2 separate regions of the Pan troglodytes genome follow, and region 1 is linked to region 2. The links are chromatin contacts, called in public capture Hi-C maps. All regions are on one chromosome and are shown on one strand. The core of a region is the stretch at or near the end of the contact, and the rest is flanking DNA. Distances in the headings are between cores, read along the strand shown. Region 1 overlaps LOC134808736 (a long non-coding RNA gene). Region 2 overlaps LOC101056957.

What was found. Capture Hi-C pulls out chosen DNA fragments and counts their contacts.
Region 1: a contact with region 2 is called in a capture Hi-C map of stem cell-derived neural stem cells, with 5 times the contacts expected there. The contact joins two enhancer-like sites. A contact is called at or near these places in 2 of 7 Hi-C or Micro-C datasets (induced pluripotent stem cells and stem cell-derived neural progenitor cells) and 1 of 1 other capture datasets (stem cell-derived neural stem cells).

Annotation. Positions count from the first base shown.
Region 1 is chr18:14,288,474-14,291,800 of NHGRI_mPanTro3-v2.0_pri, reverse strand. The region is part of intron 5 of LOC134808736 (a long non-coding RNA gene); the gene reads left to right. Among named protein-coding and RNA genes, the nearest start is that of SNN, 32 kb to the left of the region's middle. Within about 2 kb of position 1,925, at least 18 of the 24 cell types and tissues checked have an H3K27ac peak or open chromatin away from gene starts, as enhancers often do. A contact at or near this core is called in stem cell-derived neural stem cells, where this site is marked.
Region 2 is chr18:14,043,122-14,046,460 of NHGRI_mPanTro3-v2.0_pri, reverse strand. It overlaps LOC101056957, which reads left to right. Exons shown (of 67, transcript XM_016929426.3): 53 at 249-410; 54 at 2,043-2,207. Among named protein-coding and RNA genes, the nearest start is that of RMI2, 51 kb to the right of the region's middle. Within about 2 kb of position 2,015, at least 2 of the 24 cell types and tissues checked have an H3K27ac peak or open chromatin away from gene starts, as enhancers often do. A contact at or near this core is called in stem cell-derived neural stem cells, where this site is marked.

The DNA of each region.
Region 1 (3,327 bases), core at 676-3,175, 250 kb before region 2:
CCGCCTCCTGGGTTCAAGAGATTCTCCTGCCTCAGCCTCCTGGGATTACAGGCATGGGCCACCATGCCTGGCTAATTTTTTTGGCATTTTTAGTAGAGACGGGCTTTCGCTATGTTGGCCAGGCTGGTCTCGAACTCCTGACCTCAGGTGATCTGCCTGCCTCAGCCTCCCAAAGTGCTGGGATTACAGGTATGAGCCACCATGCTCGGCCAGGGCTGTCTCTTTCTAACCCTGCACCACATGGTTTCATAAGAAATCTGGCCTTTGTGCACGATGTAGGGAGCAGAGTTCAGGATATTGGGGAAACTGAGGCTGAGGGATGCTCCAGTTTCAACTGATTGGAAAGACAGGTTGAGCCCAAACCGTTCCTCAAGAAAACACAACTGCAAGACCAGCCCAAACTGGACCTACTCTGTTGATAACAGAAGGTCAAGTTACCTGGCAGATATAACTGAGCCAACACAGCAAGTCAGGTATCCCAGACATGCACAGTTGGAAAAGCTTTGATGTCTCTCAACACCCAGAACTAGTGATTCCTCCCCGCAAAACCAAGAAGTCCAGGACATGCCCAGAACTTGACCACCGGAACTGTTTCAGAAGCGAGGGGTCCATTGGCTAGGAGGATCTGGGGTTATGCTTTGCCTCAACAGGCTCAGCGCGGTGGCTCATGCCTGTAATCCCAGCACTTTGGGAGGCCAAGGCGGGTGAATCACTTGAGTCCAGGAGTTAAGAGACCAGCCTGGCCAACATGGTGAAAACCCCGTCTCTACTAAAAATACAAAAATTAACTGGCTGCGATGGCTCGCACCTATAATTCCAGCTACCTGGGAGGCTGAGGCAGGGGAATCACTTGAAGCCTGGAGGCGGAGGTTGCAGTGAGCCGAGATCATATCACTGCACTCCATCCTGGGCGACAAAGCGAGATTCTGTCTCGAAAATAGATAGATAGATGACACATAGAGAGATAGACAGAGAGATAGATAGATAAAAATAAAATTCTGCCCTTGGCCTCTAGGGGGCCATACTGGCTTGCTGAGAAGTCACGGTGTTTTTATTTTACTTGAGTGCTGTGCGGTTATTGGAATTCCTCTATCTGCTAGGTTGCTTCTGGCACCCACATCACCTGCGCATGGCCTGCTTTCTCCTGCTGATCGTGTTCGTCTGGAGCCTGCGGGCCCTTCTGCCCCCAGTGCAGTCTGTCCATCTGTCTGTCTGTCCTTCCGTCAGCATTGCTCCCTTGTTCCAGCTCTCTTTACTCTCTGAAAGGGGCTCCTGGGAATGGGGGTCAGGCAGGAGGCTGTACCTGCCAGTATGTGGCCTTTACCCTTCCCCTCCTCCCCTCCCTTCTCTTTTTCTTTCTTTCTTTGAGACAGGGTCTCCCTCTGTTGCCCAGGCTGGAGTGCAATGGCATAATCACGGCTCACAGCAGCCTCGACCTCCTGGGCTCAAGCAACCCTCCTGTCCCAGCCTCCCATGTGGCAGATACTACAGGTATGCACCACCGTGCTTGGCTGATTTTTTTTTTTTTTTTTAATAGAGATGGGTTTCCTTATGTTTCCCAGGCTGGTCTTGAACTCCTGGGCTCAAGCCGTCCTCCCACCTCAGCCTCCCCAAATTCTGAGATTACAGGAGTCAGCCACTGCTCCCGGCCTGGTATCACGACTGTGTTCTGTCTCCTCCACACACGGGACCTTGTTCCTGGCCACCCACAGCAAACCAGCTCTCTCCTCTCCCTGGGCTTGGCTTCCTTCCTTCCTGGCAGCATCTTTGCCAGTGTGCCGGCTTGAAAACAGCCGAACATGAGGAGAGGTGGTGTAGACTGACAGGGGCTCACTCAAACTTGAGGAGAAGCCAAGCTGGGGCTGAGTTTGGAATGCATGCCATGGTTACAGACGACGTCATTCTGCCGTTTAGCTGTGACTCAGCAATTAGGATCAGATTTCCCATCCGGAGGGTTGTCCTTGTGACCTGCCAGATGGATGATCATCACCCCCATACCAGCATCGAGTGAGAAGACCTCGAGCCAGGGCCTGCACAAGGGTGGCTGCAGCCGTGATGAAGTGGCAGTGATTTGCAGAGCCTTGGGCTGCCTCTCTGCTGCAGGGACTGTGACAAATCGAAGAGGAAGCCTTCTAGAGCCCTGCATCATGTGCACTTCTTGGCACTTGTGAAATATTTCGTAATCCCAATTGCGTAGGTAGCTCCAGTTCTGCCGCCCACTGTCCGTGTGACCTCGGTGAAGTCACTTCATCTCTGAGCTTCAGTTTCCCAGGCTGCAGAACAAGTATCAGAGCGAGAACCCCTTCATTCGTTTGTTCATTCACTGACTTACACACTCAATCGCTCCACGAACATGTGCTGAGCAGCTGCTATGTGCTGGATGCAGTGCTCAGCCCTGCGGATCCAGCCGTGAATGCCTAATAAGGACCCAGCCCTGGCAGAGTGGACCTCCCTTTCTACTGAGAGGACAGTCAACAAACAAGGTTATCTACATCGACACATTGTTGGCCGGGTGCGGTGGCTCACACGTGTAATCTCAGCACTTTGGGAGGCTAAGGCAGGTGGATTGCTTGAGCCAGGAGTTCAAGACCAGCCTGGGTAACACGGTGAAACTATGTCTCTAGGAAACATACAAAAATTATCCGGGCATGGTGGCTCTCGCCTGTACTCCCAGCTACTTGGGGGGCTGAGAGGGCAGGATCTCTTGAGCCCAGGAGGCAGAGGCCCTGGCTAATTTTTGTGTTTTTAGTAGAGATGGGGTTTCACCATGTTGGCCAGGCTGGTCTTGAACTCCTGACCTCAAGTGATCCACCCTCCTCGGCCTCCCAAATTGATGGGATTACAGGCATGAGCCACCGCACCTGGCCTAAAAAGATTATTTTAAAGATGAATCTTTTTTCTTTGCCCAGACTTTGGATGTCCTTTTCTCTCTGTTTCATTCTTTTTTCTTTCTTTCTTTTTTTTTAATCTTTCTTCCAAAGTTTTATTGTAAAAATGTCCAAATATAAAGAAAAGTTGAAAGAACTATACGGGGAATACCTATGTATACATCACCCAGATAACATTTTGTCCTATTTGTCCATCCATCCATCTGTCCATCCATCCATCCATCCATCCATCCATCCACCCACCCACCCACCCACCCGTACATGCATCCCACCCACCCATCCATCCTTCCCTCCTTCTAACCATCCATCCACCCATCTATCCACCCATGCATCCACCACTCAACCATTTATTCTTCCCTCCCTCTAATCATTCATTCATCTACCCATCTATCCATGCCCCATCTATCCCTCCCACCCTCTAACCACCCATCCATCCGTT
Region 2 (3,339 bases), core at 766-3,265:
GGAGGTTGCAGTGAGTCTAGATCATGCCACTGTACTCCAGCCTGGGCTACAGAGCAAGACTGTCTCAAAAAAAAAAAAAAAAAAAAAAAAATCCTGCCGCAGAGTGTAAGGGGGTGCTGTGGCTGATGAGAGCTCTGACGGCACATTCCTGGCACATGCTCTTGCCTAGGTGAGGGTCTCCAGCTGCAGCTGGCCATGGGCATTCTCTTAGGTGATGAGCCCCTGACCCATGGGCCCTCTCATTCCAGAGGCATTGGCCATCTCAGCCAGACAAGATCATCATGGAGGCCACGCTGGAGCATGTCCTCGGGGCCTCTTGTACCCGTCAGAGCTTCTGGGGAGAAGTACAGACTGACTATGCACGCTGGCTGCGGCACTCCCTCCACCTGGGGCTCTGTGACCTGCCCAGGGTGAGTCTGCCCTGCAGAAGGGGGCAGCTGGAGGACCAGGGACCCATGGTGACAGGGCAGCAGGGAGGGTGGCGCCCGCAGAATGCAGGGGTGTGAGCGAGGCAGCCAGACGCCAGCATGGTGGCTCTGCCATTTGCCTGCTGGGTGACTGGGCAAGGTGCATCTCCTCTCTGAGCCTCTGGTGTTTCATCTGAGGAAGGAGCAGCAGGTTCCAGGACGTAGAGTGATGGTGAGACTTAAGAGAGACATGATGCGGGAATGCTCAGCCTTGTTGCCGGGCACATAAGTTAGAGCTGCTGTAGTCATCATTACCCCAGAGGAGAGGTGTTAGGACCCCTTTTCCTCAACGCCTTTCCCCTCCTGGGGTTGGTAGCTGATTGATTGGTTCTTCCATCCACCAACCCATCCATCCATTCCTTTACGCATCCTTCCATCCTCCTTCCTATCTTCCATCCATCCTCGTATATCTGCCCTCCCATGTACCCTCTCTCTCCATCCATTCATCCTCCAACCCTTCCTCCCTTGCATCCATTCATCCATCCATCCATCCCTCCCTCCCTCCCTCCATCCCAAGGACTCATACTCTTCTGTAAAGAGACAGATAGCAAATATTTTAGGCTTTATGAACCATCCAGTCTCTGTTCCAACAACCAACTTTACCACTGTCTTGTGAAAGCAGCTATAGACAATATGTAAATGAATCCTTATGGCTGTATTCCAGTAAAAGTATTTACAAGCCGGGTGCGGTGGCTCACACCTGTAATCCCACTACTTTGGGAGGCCGAGGCACGTGGATCACGAGGTCAGGAGATCGAGACCATCCTGGCTAACATGGTGAAACCTCGTCTCTACTAAAAATAGAAAAAATGAGCTGGGCATGGTGGCACGTGCCTGTAGTCCTAGCTACTCAGGAGGCTGAGGTAGGAGAATCGCTTGAACCTGGGAGGTGGAGGTTGCAGTGAGCTGAGATCGTGCCATTGTACTCCAGCCTGGCGACAGAGCACAACTCTGTCTCAAAATAAAAAGCATTTACAAGAGTGGGCAGTGAGCCAGATTCGGCCCCAAACCATAGTTTCCCACCCCTTATCTTTTCCTCTGTTCATTCAGAAAACATTTGTGTGTTTCACCTATGCCAGGCTGTGTTCTAGGTGCAGGGACTGGATGTGAAAGAGACAGCCTAGGTGCCGGCCTCCTGGGTGGCGCATTCCAGTGGGGCCAGGACGATACAACAAACTAGAGATGCATGGTCTATGGTCAGCGTGTGGTAAACGTTGTGCAGGAATGAAGCAGAGAGGGGCCAGGGTGTTGCAAAAAGGGGCCTCACTGGTGAGTGTGAGCCCTGCAGAGGGAAGGGGCCTAAGGCACGACTCTGCCTTGAGGAACACGGGGCAGCACTTACGGAGGGAGCAAGAGAAGTCAGGCTGGGACAATAAAGCAGGCCACAGGCCATGCCAGAGCCCAGCTTCTTAGGGGACGGCATCTGATTTGCGTTTCTTAGAGGTCAGCTGTGAGCTGGGACAGGTGTGGAGGCTGGGAGGCGGCAGCTGCTGCTGCATTCTCGGCGTAGGGGACTGGGGAGAGAGGAAGCTGCCACCCCTGTGCCTGCCTGACACCTAGACTCTCTCGTCCCAGGCCCTCTTGGTCGTCGGGGAGCACACCCTGGGCCAGGGTGGACTCCTGCTGCGTTGCCGCTGCCACCTGGGCCTTGCACCAGACCCAGACCACGGCCTGCATCTCAGCCTGACCCTCCAAAACCACAGCAGGCCTCGTTCAGCTGACTTCTCCGGGGCGCTGGAGGTCAGTGGCTAGGATGGGGCTGACAGTCCCTGGGAAAGATACCCTGGCATCCCTGCGGTTCCTCCCTGGCCAGCAGGCCCCCAACTGCCTGGGCGGCCCCGCTATCTAGTGGCTATCTGAGGAACTGCAAACCAGCATTCTGGATGGGGCCAGAGCTTCATTTTGGGTCGGGGGAACGCCTGCTGAACCCCAGGCCTGGCCCTGGCGCCAAGACAAAGCAGCTCCTCCGCAGTCCCAACACCCGGCCCTTCCTATAATGGAGAGGCAGTGGCTGGGCTGCCCAAGTTTGAATCCCAGCCTAGCTGCCTCCTGGTACCTGAGTTTCCTCCCCTGTAAAACGGGTATAATTGTACTGGCCCTATCTCCCATGGGGTTAATATTGCAAGGATTAAATATAGTCATAGGCATAGATCCCTTAGAGCAGTGCCTGAGAGAAAACAGCCACTACGTAAGTATTTGCTATTAGTCATTATTGGCACCATCTCCTCCCCCTCCTTCCTCCCAGCAGCCCTGGGAAGTAGGAAGGGCCAGAGTTGGCCTCCAATACCTACTCTGCCCTGACCTGGCCAGGTAATCCCAGGAAGGAACCTCTCTGAGCATGTGTTTCCTCATCTGTAGGAGGGGATCAGATATTTCACAGGGTGGTTCTTGGGAGTCTGGATACCGGTTCCCGCTGCCTGCATAGCCAAGGCACGTGACGTAGCAGGTGCTCTCTCGGCGTTTCCATCCCCCTCCTCTGTCTCCCTGGCCAGGTGAACTTGACCTTGTGACTTCCGTTTGCTGAGCCTCAGTCTTCCCCTCTGTCAAATGGGAACAAATACCATCTCCCTTGCAGAATCGTTAGGAGGAAACACATTTGCACAACATCTGCATGTAGCAGGTGCTTGTGAGAGGGGAGTTCCCTCCCTTCCCGGCATCCGAGCTGAATGAGCATGGCATTTCTGGGTTGAGAGTTCAGCAGCCGTGGCCATTTCAAAGGAGTTTCTCCTTCCAAGGTTCTTGTTCTCTGGGACTGACTGTCACTTCCCTGTTTCCAGCCAGGCCCCTGCCTGCCCCCGGCTCTGTAAGCCCCGTGCCTGATGGAACTGGAGCCCTGGGAGTGAACCCATGGCGGATGCTCGGCAAGAGGCTG